Regions from separate parts of the Mus musculus genome. Here regions 1 and 3 are each linked to region 2. A link is a contact called in public HiChIP or PLAC-seq and promoter capture Hi-C data. All regions are on one chromosome and are shown on one strand. The core of a region is the stretch at or near the end of the contact, and the rest is flanking DNA. Distances in the headings are between cores, read along the strand shown. Region 1 holds the start of Egflam (EGF-like, fibronectin type III and laminin G domains). Region 2 holds the start of Gdnf (glial cell line derived neurotrophic factor). Region 3 overlaps Gm41264 (a long non-coding RNA gene).

The links. Promoter capture Hi-C pulls out the DNA fragments that hold promoters and counts their contacts. HiChIP or PLAC-seq counts read pairs in DNA pulled down with a chosen protein or histone mark.
Region 1: a contact with region 2 is called in a promoter capture Hi-C map of embryonic stem cells, with 99 read pairs. The contact joins the promoter of Egflam here to the promoter of Gdnf in region 2. A contact is called at or near these places in 14 of 39 promoter capture datasets (the 3T3-L1 cell line, 3T3-L1-derived adipocytes, cranial neural crest and 4 more), 1 of 15 datasets of contacts at CTCF or cohesin (stem cell-derived epiblast-like cells), 25 of 484 Hi-C or Micro-C datasets (differentiating embryonic stem cells, embryonic stem cells, nephron progenitors and 1 more), 10 of 115 datasets of contacts at active chromatin or transcription factors (embryonic forebrain, embryonic stem cells, neural tube and 1 more) and 1 of 9 other capture datasets (embryonic stem cells).
Region 3: an H3K27ac HiChIP or PLAC-seq map of embryonic stem cells shows a contact between it and region 2, with 3 times the contacts expected there. The contact joins the enhancer-like site here to the promoter of Gdnf in region 2. A contact is called at or near these places in 7 of 39 promoter capture datasets (cranial neural crest, embryonic stem cells, frontonasal cranial neural crest and 3 more), 1 of 15 datasets of contacts at CTCF or cohesin (the NIH/3T3 cell line), 4 of 484 Hi-C or Micro-C datasets (the NIH/3T3 cell line, Sertoli cells, embryonic stem cells and 1 more) and 9 of 115 datasets of contacts at active chromatin or transcription factors (the NIH/3T3 cell line, craniofacial prominence, embryonic hindbrain and 3 more).

Annotation. Positions count from the first base shown.
Region 1 is chr15:7,396,967-7,400,187 of GRCm38.p6, reverse strand. It overlaps Egflam (EGF-like, fibronectin type III and laminin G domains), which reads left to right and starts at 1,798. Exons shown (of 22, transcript NM_178748.6): 1 at 1,798-2,200. The coding sequence starts at 2,104.
Region 2 is chr15:7,813,820-7,816,863 of GRCm38.p6, reverse strand. Gdnf (glial cell line derived neurotrophic factor) reads right to left here and starts at 1,314. Exons shown (of 2, transcript NM_001301357.1): 1 at 1,099-1,314. The coding sequence starts at 1,249.
Region 3 is chr15:7,529,466-7,532,434 of GRCm38.p6, reverse strand. The region is part of intron 1 of Gm41264 (a long non-coding RNA gene); the gene reads left to right. Among named protein-coding and RNA genes, the nearest start is that of Gm41264, 31 kb to the left of the region's middle. Within about 2 kb of position 1,319, at least 21 of the 459 cell types and tissues checked have an H3K27ac peak or open chromatin away from gene starts, as enhancers often do. A contact at or near this core is called in Sertoli cells and embryonic stem cells, where this site is marked.

The DNA of each region.
Region 1 (3,221 bases), core at 549-3,048, 420 kb after region 2:
TCAGTCTCCTTGGCTGTGAAATGGGGATAATGCTAACAATGTACCTTCTTGGTGTGGTTGCTATGGGAATTAAAGGCACCTTAGAGAGGGTCCTGTACCCAGGAGACATCATACCGATGTTAGTCTTACACTCATGGTTACTATTTACTGAAATTGGTGCACCAGAGAGCACTAGTTATGCTAGGCACCTGTATGGTAGAATATAGTATCAGGGGTGGGGCTCTAACCAATGACTGGCTCAGCCTCTGACCCAATGCCATGACAGGGAGACATTTTTAAGTGAGAAAGTGAAAAACAATGAGGGACGATTCTGCATTAGGGCACTGGCTTCCTTCAGTACACGCCAAGACCTTCAGTGTCAAAAGTCAGTATTTATAGGAGCTGTCTGATCCAGAACGGGGGTGGCATGCCGTGCCAAGGCAACTCAAAGTAGATTCCTGTGTGTCATGGGGGCAGCAAGGATGACCTTTAGTGGCCTCAGTGATCCTATGGGTCTAATGTAGTGTAACAGAGCATATCTCTGCAGAGTCACCTTGCCTGGTTTCCCTACGTGTTTTCACCTCATAAATGTAGTGCCGTCTGGACGTTCCTGCACTAGTTTGGTTTAAGAAACTCCAGTGGCCCTGGACTCAGACTTCAGCTACTCAAGTTGTAGAGGACTTTGAATTTATTTATGGAACAATTACACACCTGAAAATACCAACGTGTAAGGAACTATATTCCAACCTTGCTAACAGGACTAGGTTCATGGGTGGGGGTGGGGGTAGGGGAAAGATCCAGGGTAGAAATCACAGGACAACACTCAGCTCTCCTAATGGAAGATTAACAAGGGGCCAGGAAGCTGCTCTGCCAGGTGGGGCGTGGCGATCACCCTCAGACGTTTGCCAGTGACCACAGTTTCTATCTGCGGGGCACTTCCTAGGGCCTTTGATCTTTTCCAGGATTCTGGCGAGGGCTCGTTTTCCTTTTAGATTATTTATTGTATCTGTTTTCACGAAGGCTTGGGGTCAGAAAGCCAGTTTGCTCGGGAGCTCACACCCTTTGGGGCAGTACTGTAAACTCCAGCCAGCTGCACAGATCTCTTGGGAAGGGAGGGGGTCTTTCCTCAGCTAGGGAGCTAAATGCTGGCTCCCGCATTGCCCCTACTCCCCAGTCCCGGCCTGGCCGCAAGCGCTCCCTTTATAGAGGACCTTCTCAGCCCCAAAGAAGTTAGACTTTGCCACAATAACCTGGACTTTTTTCTCTTTTTCGGGGGAGGGGGGGTGTCTAAAGTTGCCACCCACCACCAGAAGGGGACCTGGCCCCCAGGCACCAGTCCCTAATCTTCATTTGGCCTTTGCCTCTGAGTGGCCTAGCCTCAGCTCTCCATCTGTGCGCCTTAAATCCCATTTATCTTCTTAGCACCCAAGACTTGGCCAGCCCCGCCCTCCTCCTCCCTGCTTGAAAATTACAGCCCCTCCCTTGCGCTTCTTCCAAGAGTGCTCTACAGAGTAGAGAAACCTTTGAGGTATTAGGAAAAGTGGTTTAAACTGGGAGCAAGCCACCTAGAGGGGTATGGGGGAAGAAAGGTCCAGCCAGCGAAACCGAAGCACCAAACCAAAAGTTAAGGGTTAGGATCCAGCCGAGGACCCTGGGCCCGCAGTCTGAGTCAAGGAACACCGGGCGAGTGTCGAAGTCGGTCCCACCCCGGCCCCCAATCTAGGTCACCCGCGGGGAAGGGCTGAGCTGGGGGCTGTCGGCGCCGGAGGTGGGCGCGGAGTGAATTGATTCAGACCCTGCCCCTCGTTCTTCCACTAGATTGTAATTCCATCTCCTGCGGGTCGAGCCGCCCTCCCTCCGGCGGCCAGTGCGTCCCTCCCCTCGGCTCTCAGCGTCCACTCCCCAGCCCCGAAAAGCCTTGCCGCTGCGAGCCCGCTCCGCTCAAGCACGCCAGCTTCCCAACTGCTGCCTTGCCTCCTCGGACTCCCGAGTGGCTCCTGGTTCAGCTCCCTGGGTCTCCCACCTTCTCATCCTCGCGTCACTGGCGTTCCCCGCGTCCCCCAGGAGACGCCCTTTCCCTGCGCGCCCGGGACTTGGGGAAACTTTGCAGACGCCGTTGGTGAGATGGATTTAATCTCAACCTTCTCGCTCCATTTCTTGCTCCTGGCCTGCAGCCTCCCACCCGGCGCTGTGTCACTCCGAACGGCTCTGCGAAAATCAGGTAAAGCACTCAGTGCGCCCGGAGCCGGGGTGCCCGGAGCACCCCGGTCCCGGCCTTTGGTGGGGTTCGCAGAGCAGGCAGCCGCTCTCTGCTCACCAGCGTGGGCTCAGCCTGCCTAGCCTCTGCGCAGAGCTCAGCCGAGGCACGAGCCTCGCCCTCCCCCAGCCCAGGCAGTCCCAAGGATATTGTTTGTTAAAAGAAACGATTTGTTTTCCAGAGCTAGGAGGTGGTGGGTTCTGTGTGGAACCACGGACTGCGAAAAGTTGGGGGTTGGGGGGGTGGGCGGGCAGCTATAGCTCTGTCTCGGTTACACAGGACTGAGAGAGCGCAGAGGACTTTCAACAGCTCCTCCTGCTTCTTTGAACATCTTATTGGACTCATACTGCCTAGAGCCCAGCCATTTCCTGTTGAGTGTCTGAAGGTTTGCTGGGAGCCCCCTTTCCTGGCTCTGGTCCTGTCTAAGCACTGGGTACGGACCTGCACTTTCTCTGTTGTTGGGATTCTCTTGCAGCCCCGGGCTGTTTGTGCAGAAAGCAGCCCACAGTGGGTTAACCTGATCTCTTTTAGAACTCCTGTCTTAGCACTGCTGTCCAAACAAAGATATATATGCACTGTAGGCTAGCTAGTACAAAGGATCAGAGAGAAGGCAACACCACAAAAACTCACATTTCTTCTAGGTAAAAAGTATGTTTTTATCAACATTGATTTGGCTGTGTCATGAGGGAAAGTGGAACAGTTTAAATAATAAAGTTCCTAGCGTTGCTTCTGGGTAACGATTTTTATTCTTTGTTGGCCCGGACCATATTTAGAATTGTGAAAAAAAAATCTGCTTTTTCTTAGCTTACTTTACAAGTGGGGTTGTCTTATGGGATTAATTATGTCTTCTGAACAATGGAAAACAATCTAATTATTTTAATTCAGCCTGCAAAACTCACAGAAAGTGGAGTCTGCCCTCCCAAATGTTTCTACAAGAAAGTGGAGTCTGCCCTCCCAAATGTTTCTACAAGAAGGAAGCAAACCA
Region 2 (3,044 bases), core at 65-2,564:
ACAGGTCTGGGTCTGAATTTCAAGGGACCAACTACGTTCCTTTTAAACCACAAATCACTCCCAAAATCCTTATAAAATTCTATCCCCCCCGCCCCTTTTTGACCCTTATACAAGAAGCCATTTTTGTTGTTGAAATGAAACACTTGCCACATTCTGCCTGTTTTCTTGTCCAGGGCCAAGGGTTTCTGTACGTCCTGGGCTGACTCAAGCTTTCCCTGGTGGTCATAACCACAGGGCACTTCAAATGCAAACCTTCAAAGCCACTCGTTCTAAGGGGTGAGGTGGGTGGCCGCTGAGTATTTTGAGATTGTATCAACTTTTCTGTTGCCACCTTTTAACCTAGATACTTTCATTTTCTCTGTAACTCCTTTCCTGTCTATCTGACTTTACCCGTATGGACTTCTGAGGACTGGAGGATAGGTTGTAATTGCTCGCTTCTAGAAGGCATTAGCTTTGGAGCAGTAAATCACAGACTTGTTTTAAGAGTACCCTGCGTTTGTTGTGGTTGTTGTTTTTGAGTTAGCACTGTGCATTCTGAACGTTTCTCCCTTTCAGTCCACTTTGCACTAGTCACCCTGGACTCTTCCTATAGCAGAACTCTTCTGAACAGAATTGACACTAGGCAGATGCTAGCTCTGGAAATGGAGGTCCTTCTGTGTTTTCTCTCTGGCTGGCCTTTCTCACAAAACTCCTTGCAAGTGCAGTTCAGGATGAAAATGCAAGAGGGTTTTAGCAAGGCACAGTAAAATAGCCTTAAAAGAAAGATCCTGCTGTGTATTCTTAGAGGGGCAGGGAAGTAAGGGGTTGGGGGCAATGTGTGTGTGCCCTGGTTGTGGTTGTGATGGTGGCGATAGTGGGATATTTGTTGATGAGAATGATAAAGGGACACTATTCCACATCCTCTGTATTTGCAAGGCGCCTGGAAACCCTTGGGCAGCGGCATGCAGCTGAGTACCCTTAAGGGCCTCCCAGCCCTTCCCACTTAGTGGAGAGGCGCACAACCTTCCCGGCTGGCCCGGGTGACTGCGTGCGTGCATGCTGCGGTAGGGTGCCCTGGGGTCCGCCGGATGATGCCCCCGGGGAGGGAACGGTTCTTACAGTCACTGGTCAGCGCGAAGGGCACGCGGCGGTGGCCGAGGGAGTGGTCTTCAGCGGGCGCTTCGAGAAGCCTCTTACCGGCGGGCAGCGGGAAGGCAGACGCGGTGTGGAGCAACACCAGGCAGACAGCCACGACATCCCATAACTTCATCTTAGAGTCCCGTCCGGCGGCGGCACCTGCGCGGGCGGGCAGCGGGGAAGAGAACCGCACCAGGCAAGTTAGGCTCAGACGCCCAGGACCCTGGTGCTGACTGCAGGGCAGCCTCTTCACCACTTCCCTGCCCCCCCCCCCAACCTGCTCCCAACTCACAGCCTCTCCGCCCGCACTGCTTTTGATCGGTGCTTCCCTAAGCACCCCGCCCTTGTTCTGGTTTACTGCCCGCCCATCTTCCTTCATCCCTGGTACACCCCAGGTGCAGCTCGCATTCCCAACGGGTGCACTGCTGACCACTCTTCGGTCCTCCAGCCTCCAACTTCCAGAGGTCAGATTATGGACATAAATTTATACCACAACTCCGGGCCCGTTGCTTCTACTGGCTCGCGCGACATCCCATATTCCCGGGGGGCGGGGGCGCACGGGGTAGCCCCCATCTGGCTACCTTTGCCCGGCCCTCGACAGACAGAGACCACCCTTCCCCTCCCCAGCAACTCCCATATGTGAGCTCTGGAAGCCATCCTTTCGCTGATGCAAACAACAGGCTTTTTACCTCTGGGACTAAAATCAAGCTCACCTATCTGTCCCAGGCTGGACCTTTCTTCTAACTAGGCAGGGTGTAGGCTCAGGCTTGGTGGAAACACTTGCCCTCCCTCTGTCTACCTTTTAAACATCCTGGCTAAGTGAAAGAAAAAAATGTCACCAGAACAAGTTCATGTGACTTTGCAGACTCTGGCCTGCATAAAAGTGCCAAGTTAAGTCACTTAACTTCGGAAGCATCGGTTTGGCTTAAAATACCAGTTCCACTTCTTAGGATCATTAACTCACGAACAAGTCCAGAAAGTGCCCAATAAATGTTTTACCACTGTTAGTAGGCGGCGACTGGATCTATCTTGACATTTAAAGCCCTCCGTGGTATACCCGAACACGCCCTTGATTTTAGTTTTGCAGCTTTGTGAAGTTTTGGTCCTAATTCTGTCCCTCTCAGCAGAGATGCTATCTTTCGGTTCCCCTAGCTACTCCAGGACCCAGGACCGTAGTAAGAGTCCTGAACACCGAGTCCTTTGGACTCTTAAGACCTCACATCTCTAGAAAGGAAGAAGGCCTTGCAGTCTGGGGTGAGCTTGCTAATAAAGAAGGCTATGTTCACTTGGCGAAAAGTCCCATCCAAAGAGACGGGGGAAGAGAGATTGAATCACTTCGGGTATGGTGGTACTCTGTCACTCACAAGTCCCGTTGTTCCAGCATGGGGAATTGGCTGGGGAGCATTCTCAAATCAGGTAAATCATGCATTTTGAGAAAACAGTCTTGACATTTTTAATGGGGGAGGGCAAATCAGTTTTCAGGTACACACACACACACACACACACACACACACACACACACCTCCCTGCACCTTTCCTATTAGTCTCCAGGCTTTTGCTTCTCTCTCCTTTCCGGGGTACATCCCTCCCGCCCCTCACAATCTCCACCCAGAATTCCAGTCTAGGTCCCTAGATAAGGCCACTAGGAAAGCATTTAATTCGGCTGCCACCTCCCACTGCTGCGGAGACGAATTCATTTTCCATCCCTTGGGCGTCTGTTTTCTCCGCAGCTGTTGGGTTCGGAGATTGGGAAGCGACGGAACCACACAGCTCCGGGGTTCCGGCTGCGCGGGCTGGCTCGAACACCCCAGAGGAGGGGGAAAAAAAAAGACTCCCCTGGCTCCCGCCCCTCACGCAGCAGTGCAGAGAGGCGCTTCGCGAGCGGGGAGCGGGGGGGGGGGGGGAAGGCAAGGCCTCCGGGGTGCTAG
Region 3 (2,969 bases), core at 70-2,569, 280 kb after region 2:
CTTTCTTCCTTTCTTTTTATCGTATGGGAATTTCTCTTTTGCTGCATATATGTCTGTTTGAGGATGTCAGATTGTAAGCTGTCATGTGGGGACTGGGAATTGAACCCAGGTCCTCTGGAAGAGCGTCAGTGTTCTTAACCACTGAGCCATCTCTCCAGCTACTTCTTTTAAGGTTTTATGATAAGTTTTACAACTAGAACTGTCATTTTGAATGCAAACACACAGTGCAAACTTTGCTCTTTCTCTGTAGCATTCTGCTGTAATTTTTTAGCAGGGAGAGGTGCGTGGAGCGGCCACCTAGCAAATAGCTCCCAAAACCTATAAGAGCACCATTATTTTTCCATTGCTTTCTAGAAATTCCTTAAGCACGTTTTCCCTCTGCTGAATTCAGGACTGGGGGCATTTCTTTTGCTTGGGGGCTTCTTGCTAATGACACATTTTATATTTATCTTTCCTCAGTGTTTCAGCACTTATAAGCAGGATTTGCTTTGGTCAGATGAGCTTGTGTATGTAAGTAGCTACCTACCCTTTGAGAGGTGTAGAAAAAAGGAACTTTCTAAAAACAAAGTGGGAAACATCTCTTTACGTGTACGCTACTTTCCTTTCACCTGGAGACCACCAAGATCGTGCGGCTGGCAAAGGGCTGCTCTGTTTTCTGTTTGGATTGGATATTTTTATATTTAATATTTGTCTTCCGAGTCAAAAGTGGTTATCTCTCCAAAGAAAAATTTGATGGCTTGAGAGCTGGGTGTTTGTGCTTTCCCCTTGGAAATGTTAACACTGAAGCAGCCTTCAGTGTGCTTCAAAGTTAGTAACCCCCCAAGATGAATTAGTGACCTGACCTCGCCCCACCCCCATACTAGCTGTTACCTCCCTCCGGGGTGGCAGGCTCCAAGCCCCTGCGGGCTGAAATGGGTGATTCTGGAGGAGCCTTGGTCAAGCTGGGTGGTATGAATGGCTGGCTAGGACAATGGTGGCTTTTCAAGCAGAGTCAGTTATCTGAAGAATGCAGCAGCCTGTCCTTGAGAGGAACCTGCATCTGTTGATGTGTTTATGTGGTTTCTGCAAGTGCAAGGGGCAGAGGGCCAAGGCTGAGTGTGGGGAGCGATATGTGAATTGCCTAGAAATTTACAAGTCAGTTGGAACCTGATTTATTGAGACTTTATGAAAAGTTAAAAAAAAAATACGAAGGAAAAAGTCGCCTATCCAGTTTCCTGACACACTAGGTTAAAGATTGATGAAAACAGCCTTTTCCATTGCATACACTGACCTTGATTAACAAAGACCCTGGTGCTCTCACAGTGTGCATTTCCTGGTATTTAAAACATCTTGCAAAACTCTCTCCTCTTTGTTGTCAGAGCTTTCTGAAACCCCAAGAATAAACACCTTGTCCTGATGTTGGTGGCTTGTATGGTCAATTCTAGTGACAGTATCAAATGGTGTCCATGAAGCTGCTCTCTCTATCCTCCAGCATGGGAGGTAGTCCTGTCATTCCACCCCACCTTGCCAGTGTGAGGAGAGTGTGCTGGGGTTGTGTGCACATCTACCCTAGCTGCCTGAGATGACATTCATATCAGATGATCCACTACTTACAGGCAATGGCAGTGGTATCTCTCTACGCATATGATAACTCTTGCCTGCAATTCTGGGACAGAACAACTTGGTGTGTCCTTTACCTTAGCTACCAGCAGGAGCAAGTTGTAGGTCCTCCCACATGACATCTCTAGGGTGTGTGCATTCATTTGTTCATACATGTGTGTGTATATATCTGTGTATGCCCGTGTAGCACTAGGCTCAAATATCAATTCGCCCTTTGAATCTCAGTAGCTAGGCAGGTGGCTCACACTGTAAACCAAATGTTACTGGTGGCATTTGGGCATTAGCAGGCACCTCTAGAGGGGATCAGATCTCTTCTGTCCCGGAGCAAGAGTTCAAGAAAGTCAGGTGGACAACAGCAGAAGCAGAGGCTGTCTATTAAGAAAAACACTTCCAAGGGTTAGGCTAGACAGGTGGGGTTACCCCACCAGGTAGTCACTAATAAGGGATGGGGGCTTTTATATTACATTTCATGGGTGATCTGGGTTATTTGTATGGGGAAGCCTTCTCAAATGTGTTCTGTTGCATGCAGTTCTAGATTCAACTCTACTTACGTCTCCTCAGTACCAAATGCTCCACCTAAACAGGTCTTTTTTTCATACTATAATGTGTCACAGGTCACCTTGAGTGCCTTTGAGCTTGTGCCAGTGGCTTCTACAGGTGGCTTGGGTGGGAATTTCCAGGCTTCCTCTTTGCCAACAGGTTTGGGCTTTTATAGTTTGGGTTTGTTTTCTGACAATTTTTCAGATTTTGCGTGTAGCCATCCAGTCCTCACTTTCTGTCCTATTTATTACTCTACTGTTACAATTGTCTCACCAGTACTCAGGAGACCGAGATGGAAGGATTTTAGTAAGTTCAAGGCCAGCCTGGTATACAAAGGGATTCCCAGCCAACCAACATTATAGTAAGATCCTGTTTCAAAAGTGACAAACCGAATGAATACATCCACTTCCTTAAATGGCTGTTTGAAGCTTCAGGAGGCTTTTTTAAAATTTGGAATTTAAAAGACAGTCTCTTTGTTGTCCCAATTCAGTCTGGTTCTTCTAACTTGGCATCAGAGTCTCCTCCCCTCCCTAGATGGCCTCACAATCCAGGAACACATCACTATTGTCTGACAGGCAAATATCCCAGCCACCTCATGATGTGTGGTATTCTTCCCGGGCGGACCCAGCTTTCTTCATCTAAAACCACTTCAGGGTTCTACAGACCCTTCCTCTGAATCATGGGCACCATCGCCCACATCAGGAACACATCAGGCTCTAGGAAGGGGGTTCAAGAAAAATTCCAGAAGAGTCCCTCACCTCACCCCTTGGGAAGGAAGGAAGAGTTTGACACACAGATTTACACAAAGACTTCCTTACAGAAACATCTTC